Regions from separate parts of the Canis lupus genome. Here region 1 is linked to region 2. The links are chromatin contacts, called in public Hi-C maps. All regions are on one chromosome and are shown on one strand. The core of a region is the stretch at or near the end of the contact, and the rest is flanking DNA. Distances in the headings are between cores, read along the strand shown.

Region 1 (5,508 bases), core at 1,993-4,492, 69 kb after region 2:
GGGGGAGGGGCATGCAGTGGTTAGAAGTGATCGGATTCAGGATATATTTTGGAGGTGAGTGAGTGGTTGGGACCCAATGATGCATCTGATGCACGGAGTGGAGGCCAGGAGTGACTACTCTGTGGTTTGGGCATCAGAGTAAACCAGGAAATCCACAGGGTGGGAAGTGAGGTGACCCAGAGCATGTGCTGTAGGGAGGGGTGGGGAATGGAGCTTCCTGTCTTGGGGCTGTGGGACAAGCAGGTGGATGTCTCCGAAGATGTCACCTGGGGTGTATGCTTTAGGTTTCGTCTTTCCTGATCCTCCTCCCACCTTCCTGGATCCAAATACACCTTCTGTGGGTGTGGAGAATTTTTTCCATTAAGGTGCTTCCAACTGTGCCTGGTCTCTAGGGTTTTAGCTAAGTGATAGATACTATACAGGACATCCAGTCTGTAAGCAGGATTCTTTTTTTTTTTTAAATACTGACGCAGATTATATATATATATATATATATATATATATATATATATTTTTTTTTTTTTTTTTTTTTTTTTGGCGGAGAGGGGCGACTCCTGCAGGCAGGAATGGAGCCCAGTAGCAAGGCACTAGAACTCACCTTCTGTCCTCAGCTTTATTTCTGTAAAATGGAAAGGAAAATGCCTTCCGTGTGTGGGTGCTTATAAAAGGAACAACAGATTTTTTTTTCAATGCAAAGGGAAGGCTTTGTAAATGCACGATTGTAGATGTTTTAGAGTAAGATTTCATGACCAGGGATTGAAGCTTAAAGGCATCATGATGGGTAGATTTATTAAACTCCATCAGTTAAGAGATTTGGAAAAGACCAGAGAGTAACTGTTGTCTTTAAACTGAACGTGAATTGATCTGCTTAGGAGGGGCTGGGAGAGCTCTTTGGATGCTTCTAGCAGGGCGAGAGGAAATGGGGTTTGGGGGGAGATAAGCTTCCATTCCCACACCTGTTTGTTTGTTTGTTTGTTTGTTTATTTGCAATCCAGAGGTGGTCTGAACCCATCTCCAACACCTCTAGGTGTTGAGGTGACTTATACAGCATTTGTACGTACGTGAGATTCAGCCTCTTAACCCTATTTCATCCATGCTAGCCTTCCAGTGGGTTTGCTTTTCTCGGACAGATGCAGAGAGGCTAGTGGTGGGGACTTTCCAGGTGGGGAAAATAAGTTTGAGATTGAAAATATGCTGTTGAGTGAGGTGTGCATTCTGAAAGCCATGGACTAGCTCAGTCCAGGAGGAAACAAGTAGACTCATCTCCATGGTCCTCAAAGTCTCATAAGCTGTGCCTCATCACCTCCCTACCCTCATCTCCTCTACTGTTTCCTCAATCACTCACAGCTGTTAAGACTTCTGCATTGTTCCTTGAGCAAGTCACACACAGCCCTGCCTCAGAACCTTTGCACCTGCTCTTCTCTCTGCCTAGAACATTCTTCCCTCAGATACCCACATGACTCCTGCATCACCTCCTTAGAACCTCTGCTCGTTCACATGTCATTCTCTCAGTGAGGCCATTTCTGACCCCTACTTGTTTATTTTAAAAGATTATTTATTTTTAGGGATCCCTGGGTGGCTCAGCGATTTGGCGCCTGCCTTTGTTCCAGGGCGCGATCCTGGAGTCCTGGGATCGAGTTCCGCATCGGGCTCTCGGCATGGAGCCTGCTTCTCCCTCCTCCTGTGTCTCTGCCTCTCTCTCTCTCTGTGTGTCTATCATAAATAAAAATAAGTAAATATTTTTTAAAAAAATAAAAAGATTATTTATTTTTTAAAAAGATTATTCATTTATTTGTTTGAGAGAGAGAGAAAGAGAGCACGAGTGTGGGGAGAGGCAGAGGGAGAAGCATGCGTCCCACTGTGCAGGGAACCCGATGTGGGGCTCGGACCCCAGGATCCTGAGATCATGACCCAAGCTGAAGGCAGATGTTAACCGACTGAGCCACCCTGGTGCCTCTCTGACCCCCTATTTAATACAATAACCAGCCCACCCAACAATTCCTGTCGCCCTTTATTATGGATTCAATTGTGTCCCCCCCCTTTCATATATTGAAACGCTAACCCCCAGTACCTCAGAATGTGACCGTATTTGGAGACAGGACCTTTAGAGAAGTAATTAAAATAAAATTAGGTCATACAGGTGGGCTCTAGTCCAGTATGACTGGTGTCCTTGTAAGAAGAGATTAAGACACAGACATGCACAGAGGGAAGATCTTGTGGAGGCACAGGATAAAGAAAGCCTTGTACAAGCCAGAGAGAGAGGGCTCAAAAGAAATCAATCCTGCCACCACCTTGATCTTGGACTTGAAAGCCTCCAGAATTGTGGGGAAATAAATTTCTGTGCCTTGAGCCACCCAGTCTGTGGTACTCTATTATGGCTCCAGCAAACAAATACACCTTTCCAGATTAACTTCCACCACACTTTTAGCCTCTGATCTCTATAGTATGCTTATTATATTCATCATACATCTGTTTCCCCGGTAGAACGTCTGTTCCACGACAGGAGGAGATTTGTCTCATTCTGGGCTGTGTCCCCAGCTCCCAGCAAGGGCTCTTACACAGTGGCTGCTCACCTAGTGTTTGTTGAGTGAATAAGTAAATGAAAATGGAGCGCAAGAGCCCGGGAGCCTGAGTTCCTCGGAGCGCTATCCGGTACTGAGTCTCCATCCCCTACATGTGTGAGTGTCCCTTTTCCCCAAAACCCAGCCAGGTGGCGGAGAGCAGGCTCACTGGACAGATGGCCACGTCCCACGTGGATTTCAGTTTTCTGAGTCGCCCTGTGGAGCCCACAGGACTCAGGGACCGGAGGAGAGTGAGCGGGCGGTCTCCCGATGACCCATTGCGCAGAGCAGGAACACTGAGGCGCTGAGCGCATCCAGCGTCGCGCCCTCCGGGGTGCGTCCCTCCATCAGGGAGCGGCGGTTGCCGGGCAGCTCCCGAGAAGCCGCTTCCCGGCCGCAGTTGCCAGGGAGATGCTAAACCCCGCTGGCCGGCCCGGGGGCCGCGGGAGTGGCCGTCCCCGTCCCGGGCGCCCTCCCTCCCGGCCCGGCGCTCACCCTCCGCCCGCTCTCTGCTCTCTCCTCTAGCCGCGCGCTGTGCTGGAGGCCGAAGACCCTGCGAGTTCTGAGCGAGGCCCATGGATGTGGAAGGCCTCCCGGGTCCCGGACCCCATGTTCTCTCCGCGCAGCTATGACGCCCTGCACGACTGCGGCTCGGGGCGCCCCGCCAGCGCCCCGCAGGACGCGCGGGCCCCCCGGATGAGCGGCGGCTGCCAGGCCCCCCCGCTGAAGCGGCGCGGCGGCGTGGTGGACCACCGGGATGTCATCTTGGCCCACCAGGCGCACAAAGTCCACAGCACCCCCCAGGCCAGGAGGAAGGAATGGGAGTGAGTACGCGGGGCGGACGGGCCGGGACGCCCCAGGGACTGGAGCGCACCCCTGGAGCGGGGCGGGCTGCCGACACCTCCCTCCCTTGCCTGCGGATCGGTCCCTGCCCTGAGCCCGCGTGGGCCCCCGCGCAGCCCGGGGTGCGGCAGCAAAGGGTTTGGTCCGCGGAGGACCCTGCCTGCGCCCGGGTCTGTGGCTGTCCCCTCGGATGGGAGGCATTTCTGAATCGGGCTGAGAAATGCTGTTTTCGGGGGCAGGAGGGCTGGCCATAAAGTTTGTACTGCAAGTGGGGGGGGGGGGGCTGGGGGAATGTGCTGGGTCTGGGAGCTCTGTCCTGGGTCTGGGGGCTTTGCCAGGGACCCCGCAAGTGGGTCTCCTCCTGAGAGTCGCCTTGGGGAGGAAGGGTGGGCTTTGAGCCGGCTCTGTTCCTGCGATCTTGGGCAAGTGACCTCCCTGGACTCATACCCTCACCGTGAAATCGCTCTTTCTAGGCTGATGTGTGTGTGTGTGTGTGTGTGTGTGTGTGTGTGTGTGTGTGTGTGTTTCAGTCCCAGGTTCAGAGGGAAAACTGGTGCTTTTTATCTTTTTCTTTTTCTCAAGACCTTCTCTGGCAAAGGCTCAGAGCTGGGGTGGATTCCTGAACAGACATCAAGAAGGTGGGATTCTGATTTCAAATTTCAGGGCGACTGGAGCAGCGCCTGGCCTGGATGCTAATCACTCCTGGGGACCCTGAGATTCCCCTCTCCCACCCTCTCCAGGCTCCGTCTGACCTCTGGGAATTGAGCAACATGGTCTCCAGCACCGCACAGCCTTCTCCACTAGGCTTCCTTGGGGTTTCTGTCTGCTGGGAGGAAGAGCTGGGTTATAAATGCCAGTTGGATTCGGGGTGTGCTGCTGAGGGATGTGTAAATATAGAGTGCAATGAAAACTCACCGAAAGGGGTGCTTATTTGGCCTCTGAGGTGGTTTCCTGAGGTTAGGCTGACATCTGGTGGCATATTGAGGCATCATGTAGAAAGGCAATGTGATCAAGCCTTATTCCTATTTCCAGTGTTCCTTCTGATTTTCTCCTCCCCATCCACCTATCTAGCCACCCACCCACCCATCCTTCTATCTGTCCATCCATCCATCCATCCATCCATCCATCCACCTGTCCATATTCCTATCCATCCACTCGCCCACTCATCCATCCTTCCCTCTGCCTATCTGTCCATCCATCCTTCCATAAATAACTGGCATCCACCCAATGTCTGCAGCTGCGATGCCAAACACCGATCTTCTAATATCCCCTCTCTAGGACTTGCTTACTCTGTCCTCTCCCTTCCATCTTGAGTCTGTTTATTTCCAGTCTCCTGTTTTCCTTTATTTTCCTTTTGAAAAGAAATTTGATTAGTTCTCTCAGAGGCAGTGAGGCTTCTTTAAGGGGTTAAAACGAGTTATTTCTGCAGACCACTGAAAAGAGATTTTAGGGTAAGGGAAAGTGTTAGTGAATTAAAGAAGTAAAAAAAAAGTCTTGACAGCCCAAAGAAAATGATCATTATAATTTATAATAATAAAGGCAGCTAATGCTTACTGAGCACCTCCTGACTGATAAACGCTTTATTATGATCTTGTTGCCTAGTCCCGCTCTGCCGCGTGGTAGATTCTACATTATCCCCATTTCACGGATGAGAAAGGAGAGGCTGGGAGAAGTGAAGTAATTGGCCCCGGGCCTCCCAGCTAGGCAGTGGCAGACCTGGGGTTCAAATCCTGGGCTGTCAGCCTCCAAAACTCAAGCTCTTAATCAACCCTTTGGCCAAAGAGTTTCTACAGCAGGAAATGGTGGAAATTTACTTTCAAATAACTTAGAAAGAAAGCCAGCCATATCCTGGAGAAAGAGAAGCAGGGGAGGGTATTCAGCATCAGGAGACATTGGTTACCATGTCAATTCCACCAGAACCTTCTTTTTTTAAAAAAAAAAAAAAGATTTTATTTATTCATTCAGAGAGACACACACACACAGAGAGAGAGAGAGAGAGAGAGAGAGAGACGCAGAGATACAGCCAGAGGGAGAAGCAGACTCCGTGCAGGGAGCCCCATGTGGGACTCGATCCTGGGTCTCCAGGATCACACCCTGAGCCAAA
Region 2 (5,822 bases), core at 2,874-5,373:
TTGCCTGAAACAATTTCTTTCTACCTGGATTTTTAAAAAATATTTATTTATTTATTTGAGAGAGAGGGAGGAGGGGAGCAGAGGGAGAGGGAGAGAATCCCAAGCAGAATGCTTTGAGCATGGAGCCGACATGGGGTTCCATCCCATGACCCTAAAATCATGACCTTAACCAAAAGCAAGAGTCAATTGCTCAATTGACTGAACCACCTAGGTGACTCTTGGTTTTTTATTATTATTATTATTATTATTATTATTATTGTAGTAAAATATCATAACATAGAATATACCATTGAAACCATTTTTAAGGGGCACTTAGGAGGCTCAGTGGTTGAGCATCTACCTTCGGCTCAGGTCGTGATCCTGGGGTCCTGGGATCGATTGAGTCTCATATCAGGCTCCCTGCGTGGAGCCTGCTTCTCTCTCTGCCTGTGTCTCTGCCTCTCTCCGAATAAATGTGTCTCTCATGAATAAATAAATAAAATCTGCCTCGTGTCTCTCATGAATAAATAAATAAAGTCTTTTTAAAAAAAAGAAACCATTTTTAAGTGTACAGTTCAGTGGCACCGAAGTATGCTCATGTCATGCAACCATCACCACTATCCACCTCCAGAACTTTTCCATCTTCCAGACTGAAGCACTGACCCTGTGAAACACTGACTCCCCTTCCCCTCTCCCTGCCCCTGGCACTTGCCATCCTCCCTTCTGCCTGTATGAATTTGACCCCTCTAGGGCCCTCATGTAAGTGGCATGATGCAACATTTGTCCTTTTGTGTCTGGCTTATTTTTCTTAACATAATGTACCTGGATTTTTTTTTTTTTTTTTTAGCAGAGAAATTGTATTTTTATTCCCTGCCTTAGAATAAGCACAGGTGGGATGGGCTGGCCCCTAGGTACGAATTCATATCATGAAGATTTCTCATGTTTTTTCATGTCTCCTTAGCAACTCTGTTCTCCTCATTATCTCCAATACCTCTACCCACATGCTGGAAGAACAGAAAAGACAGGTAGAAATACAGGGAGCACATTCATTTGCTCTCTATAAATTTGAATTAGTGCACTATTTTCAGAATAGAATTAAACACTTCTCTTTTTGCCCTGGAATGTTTTAGGGATTTGAAATGACTTTCTCCCCCCCCCAACTTGTTTTGCTTGTTTCATCATGATCATTATTTGTGATCTGTCTACAGCATTTAACCTTATGATCACTCTTTGCCTTTAAAAGTGTTCTCTTCTACAGCATGGAGGTTCCTCAAAAAATAAATAATAGAACTACCTTCAGATAAGTAGTCACAGTGCTGGGCATTTAACCAAAGAATACAGAAGTACTAAATGAACTGGATACATGTACCCTGAGGTTTATGCCATATTATTTACAATAGCCAAGTTATGGAAGCAAGTGTCCATCAACTGATGAAAGGATAAAGAAGATGTGGTACACATGTGGTATACACAACGGAATATTACTCGGCCATAAAAAAAATGAAATCTGCCATTTGCAACAACATGGATGGGCCTAGGGGGTATAATGCTAAGTGAAATGAGCCAATTGGAGAAAAATAAATACCATATGATTTCATTTATATGTGGAATTTAAGAAACAAAACAAACGAACACAGGGGAAAAAAAGAGGGACAAACCAAAAAACAAACTCTTAACTCTAGAGAACAAAGTGGTGGTTACAAGTGGGGGAGGATGGGTGATATATGTGATATAGGTGAAGAGGTTTAAGAGTACAGTCGTCATGATGAGAGCTGAGTAATGTATGGAAGTGTTGGACCCCTATATTGTACACCCAAAACTAGTATTACACTGTATGTTACCTACACTGGATTGAAAATAAAAAATATAAAAACAAAACAAAACAAATGCATTTTCCTCTATTGTGTCTTACTTTTCTTTTTCTGACAGTTTATCTGGCAAGTGGTTTCAGGAAGCAGCAGCAGAGGAGTTGAGAGAGAGAGGCGGGTTGGGAGGGAAAGTCAATACAGGGTGCATTATTGAGTTGGCCCCCACTGGGGTAGTTGGTGAGGACACACTTCATGATGACTCTCAGGGGAACGGGACAGAGTCTCATTCCTTGACTCTCATTCTCTGCTGGCTCTGCGTTTCCTCCTGGGGTTTTGATCCCCTCTGTACCCTGGCTGCACCCACTTAGATAATAGCCTTCTGAGGCTTCAGAAAAGCTTTGAGGCAGAAAAGATGAGTTACCATGGAGTGCACCTGAGGCAGGAGGCATTGTGGTTGTAGATGCACAGAACTTCCAAGGTGACACTGTCATTTCTGTGCTGAAATTGGAGGTGAGCCAAAAGGACAGGACACAGGGCCAAAAGGTGCCTGCCTTATCTTTTCAACTTGGTATCTCTACAGGGTCGAATGGTGTCCCCTCAAAAATCACATCCACCTGGAACCTCAGCGTGTGACCTTACTCAGAAACAAGGTCTTTGCAGATGTAATAAGCTAAAATGAAGCCCTCCTAGACCAGGACAGGCCTCATATTCTTCACAGTTCTCTGGAGAAACAACTGATAAGACCTCTGTCCATATCTATCCCTACTTCTCTCTATATATACATATTGACAAATATCTGTATCTACCTAGGAAGAGATGTAGCATAAGGTGGTGTCTCACATGATTAGGGAGGTTGAGAAGTCCATGATCTGCCATCTGCAAGCTGCAGACCCAGGAGCTCTCCAGGTGGTGTAGTTCCAACCTGAGAGCTGAGAGCTACTGTGTGTGTTCCAGTCTGGGGCTGAGGGCCTGAGAACCAGCAGCACCGAGGGCAGATGTCACAGCTCAAATGACCAGGCAGAGAGAAGGAAAGAACAAGTGAATCCCCCCTTAACTCCATTTTTGGGGGGTGGGACTTGGCTACTGCAGTTGGGGGGCCAAGGGCTGGTCTGGATCCATGCTTAAGCTTCTCTCCACAATTGGGTTTGTATCTACTCTGCCTGTGTCTATTCTGGGTTGTAGGCCAAAGAGTAGCCATGGCTTGGGGGGCAGAGGTCTCCCCAAGATGATGATGGAAACAAGAGGGCAGGTGGAAACTCCTGTCTAGAGGTGTAAGCTAAAAGTGACACAGGGATTCTTTTACTACATTTCATTGACCAAAGCTGGTCATGTGGCCCAATTTCAGGGCATATTAGCCAGGTCTTCTAGGGGCGCCTGGGTGGCTCAGTTGGTTAAGCCTTCGACTCAGGTCATGATCCCAGGGTCCTGGAATACAGCCCCAAGTCCCATAGAGCTCCCTGCTGAGTGGGGAGTCTGCTTCTCCCTCTGCCCCTTCCCCTGCTCATGCCCTCTCTCTCAAATAAATAGATAAAATCTTAAAAACAAAAACATGTCTTTTATTTTCTGTATGGTGATCCTCAGACATTTGGTGCCTTGCTGACCAGGGAAGGACTGCCCCTCCCAGGCTTAGCCAATTCCTGGAGATAGTAAACAACTTGCACCCAAGTGCACCTTTCATATGCAAACCAACAACCCACCCAGACCCACATCTTAGCCCCCTCCTCTGTTGGGTTCTCACACTCTGGGTCCCTGATCGCCTGCCCTAATCACCCCAGGACCAGGTATCAGACCAATAGGGGCAGCCTGGATGCCCCACAGCCTGCTGAAATTATTTAAACCTGCCAATCCCCAACCTGCTTTCTCTGCCTCACCTGGTGCTTCCCAGAGAGACCACAAGAGAGGCTCCTGCCCATACTTTCCATCCCTCTGCCTCCTGGCTGGCCCTGGTGCTTCCCCCGTGGGTGGCCCTGCATAGCAGGCATGCCCTCTCTTCTTGGAAACTTTGGGTAATAAACCATCTTGTTAATGGGAATCATCTTCTGATCTATTGGACTTAATATATGTTAAGCTTCCTCTTTTTCTTTTCTTTTTTTTTTTAAGGTTTTTAATTTCTTTTATTTGAGAGAGAGGGCGAGCTCACCTGTGAGCAGGGGAGAGGGGCAGAGGGTGAGGGAGAAGCAGGCCCCCTGCTCGATTCCAGGACCCTGAGATCATGCATTAGCCCAAGGGAGACACTTAACCAACTGAGCCACCCAGACACCCCTAAGCCTAGTCTAAATGTGCTATATATGAAAACACAAGGGACAGGGCCTCTGCCTCTAGTGGTTGACAACAAAAGCCTGTGATGCAGGGTGTGGGTCAGGGGGAGGGATGAAGAAATGAGACCAACAATTCAATCTACTGCATTGGTCACTAGTTCTTTTCCCTCGCTGGACAGGAACCAGGAGAAGCCACTGTGTTTTCCAAAACTTAGCATAACACCCAGAGCATAAGCACTCTACAAATGTATACCAAACAAATCAATTAATAATAGGAAGCCCGACTGCCTTTGGCACCCTGATAGACTTGGATCAGGTGCTGGAGCTTCGCAGACAGCTGAGAAAAATGGCTTGATCCCCCAGCTGGGTGTTTTGACCCAGATATGAGAAGAGAGGAAAGGGTATGTTTTCTTGCATAGCTTCTGCTCCCTCTCATTTTCTGTCTCCACTTGACATTCAATCACTCTGGGATGTCACAGTCCCCACCCGGCATTTGTCTGGCGTGCTGTGAAAGGGCACTCTGAACAGCTCTATTTTGGGATGTTGGCAGCATTGCTTCCCAACCCATCCACTCCCTCCACTCAATCTGTTCTCACTGGAGCAGAGAAGTTTCCACTTGTCACGGGTGTTGTCCAGGGCCCCTGTTTTGTCTTGCAGATGCCTCCGCGTGGACATCCTGTTTTACTTCAATTTTTTTCTCGCCAGCTTCAAAATATTTGAACAGCCCACGTTCCAAGATTCACGTCTGTGCTAAGGTTCCCTGGCTCCAAAGTGTCTTATGCAAATCTTGAAGGAGTTCCTGCTTTCAGAGGAGGAAGACAGCTCTCTGTTCTGGAGCACACAACAGTTGTGGAATAGATGCTTGCAGGTAGAGATGAAACAGGTGGGTCGTCCATGGCTCATGTGTAGCAGTAACCAAATATTTTCTAAGAGTCTCAAATTTTTCTTTCTTTGCTTTTTTTTTTTTTTAATTTTTATTTATTTATGATAGTCACACAGAGAGAGAGGCAGAGACATAGGCAGAGGGAGAAGCAGGCTCCATGCACCAGGAGCCCGACGTGGGACTCGATCCCGGGTCTCCAGGATCACGCCCTGGGCCAAAGGCAGGCGCCAAACCACTGCGCCACCCAGGGATCCCTCTTTGCTTTTTTGTAAAAAAGATTTTATTTATTTATTCATGAGACACACACACACAGAAAGAGAGAGAGAGAGAGAAAGAGAGAGAGGCAGAGACACAGGCAGAGGTAGAAACAGGCTCCATGCAGGGAGCCCAACATGGGATTTGATCCTGGGTCTCCAGGATCACACCCTGGGCTGACGGCGGCACTAAACTGCTGAGCCACCCAGGGATCCCCCTTTATTTTCTTTATTAGGCTCTAATAAGTTGGGCTTTTTAAAGAATATTTTATCCATTCATTCATGAGAGACACACAGAGAGAGGAGGCAGGGGGAGAAGCAGGCTCTCTGCAGGGAGCCTGATGCAGGACCCCATCCGAGGATCCAGGGATCACAACCTGAGCCAAAGGCAGACACTCAACCACTGAGCCACCCAGGTGCCCCTCAAGTATTTTATTTTTAATATGTTTAGATCCATAGGAAAATGACAAGAACAGTACAAGAAATACCCACAAACCTTTGCCTAGAGTCCCCAGTTGTTAATATTTCTCATGCTGGGGTCATCTCTCTCTCTCTCTGTCTCTGGCCATCTCACTGTCTCTTTGTTTCTGTCTCTCTTCCCCTCTCTCTCTACTCATACATATATGTATGTCCATATACA

Evidence for each region. A called contact is a pair of places that touch in the nucleus more often than the background predicts.
Region 1: a Hi-C map of skin fibroblasts shows a contact between it and region 2, with 2.5 times the contacts expected there. The contact joins two enhancer-like sites. A contact is called at or near these places in 4 of 9 Hi-C or Micro-C datasets (amygdala, blood, liver and 1 more).

Annotation. Positions count from the first base shown.
Region 1 is chr20:49,157,654-49,163,161 of UU_Cfam_GSD_1.0, forward strand. No RefSeq gene overlaps it. Among named protein-coding and RNA genes, the nearest start is that of CACNA1A, 59 kb to the right of the region's middle. Within about 2 kb of position 3,243, at least 3 of the 20 cell types and tissues checked have an H3K27ac peak or open chromatin away from gene starts, as enhancers often do.
Region 2 is chr20:49,087,373-49,093,194 of UU_Cfam_GSD_1.0, forward strand. No RefSeq gene overlaps it. Among named protein-coding and RNA genes, the nearest start is that of CCDC130, 20 kb to the left of the region's middle. Within about 2 kb of position 4,124, at least 2 of the 20 cell types and tissues checked have an H3K27ac peak or open chromatin away from gene starts, as enhancers often do.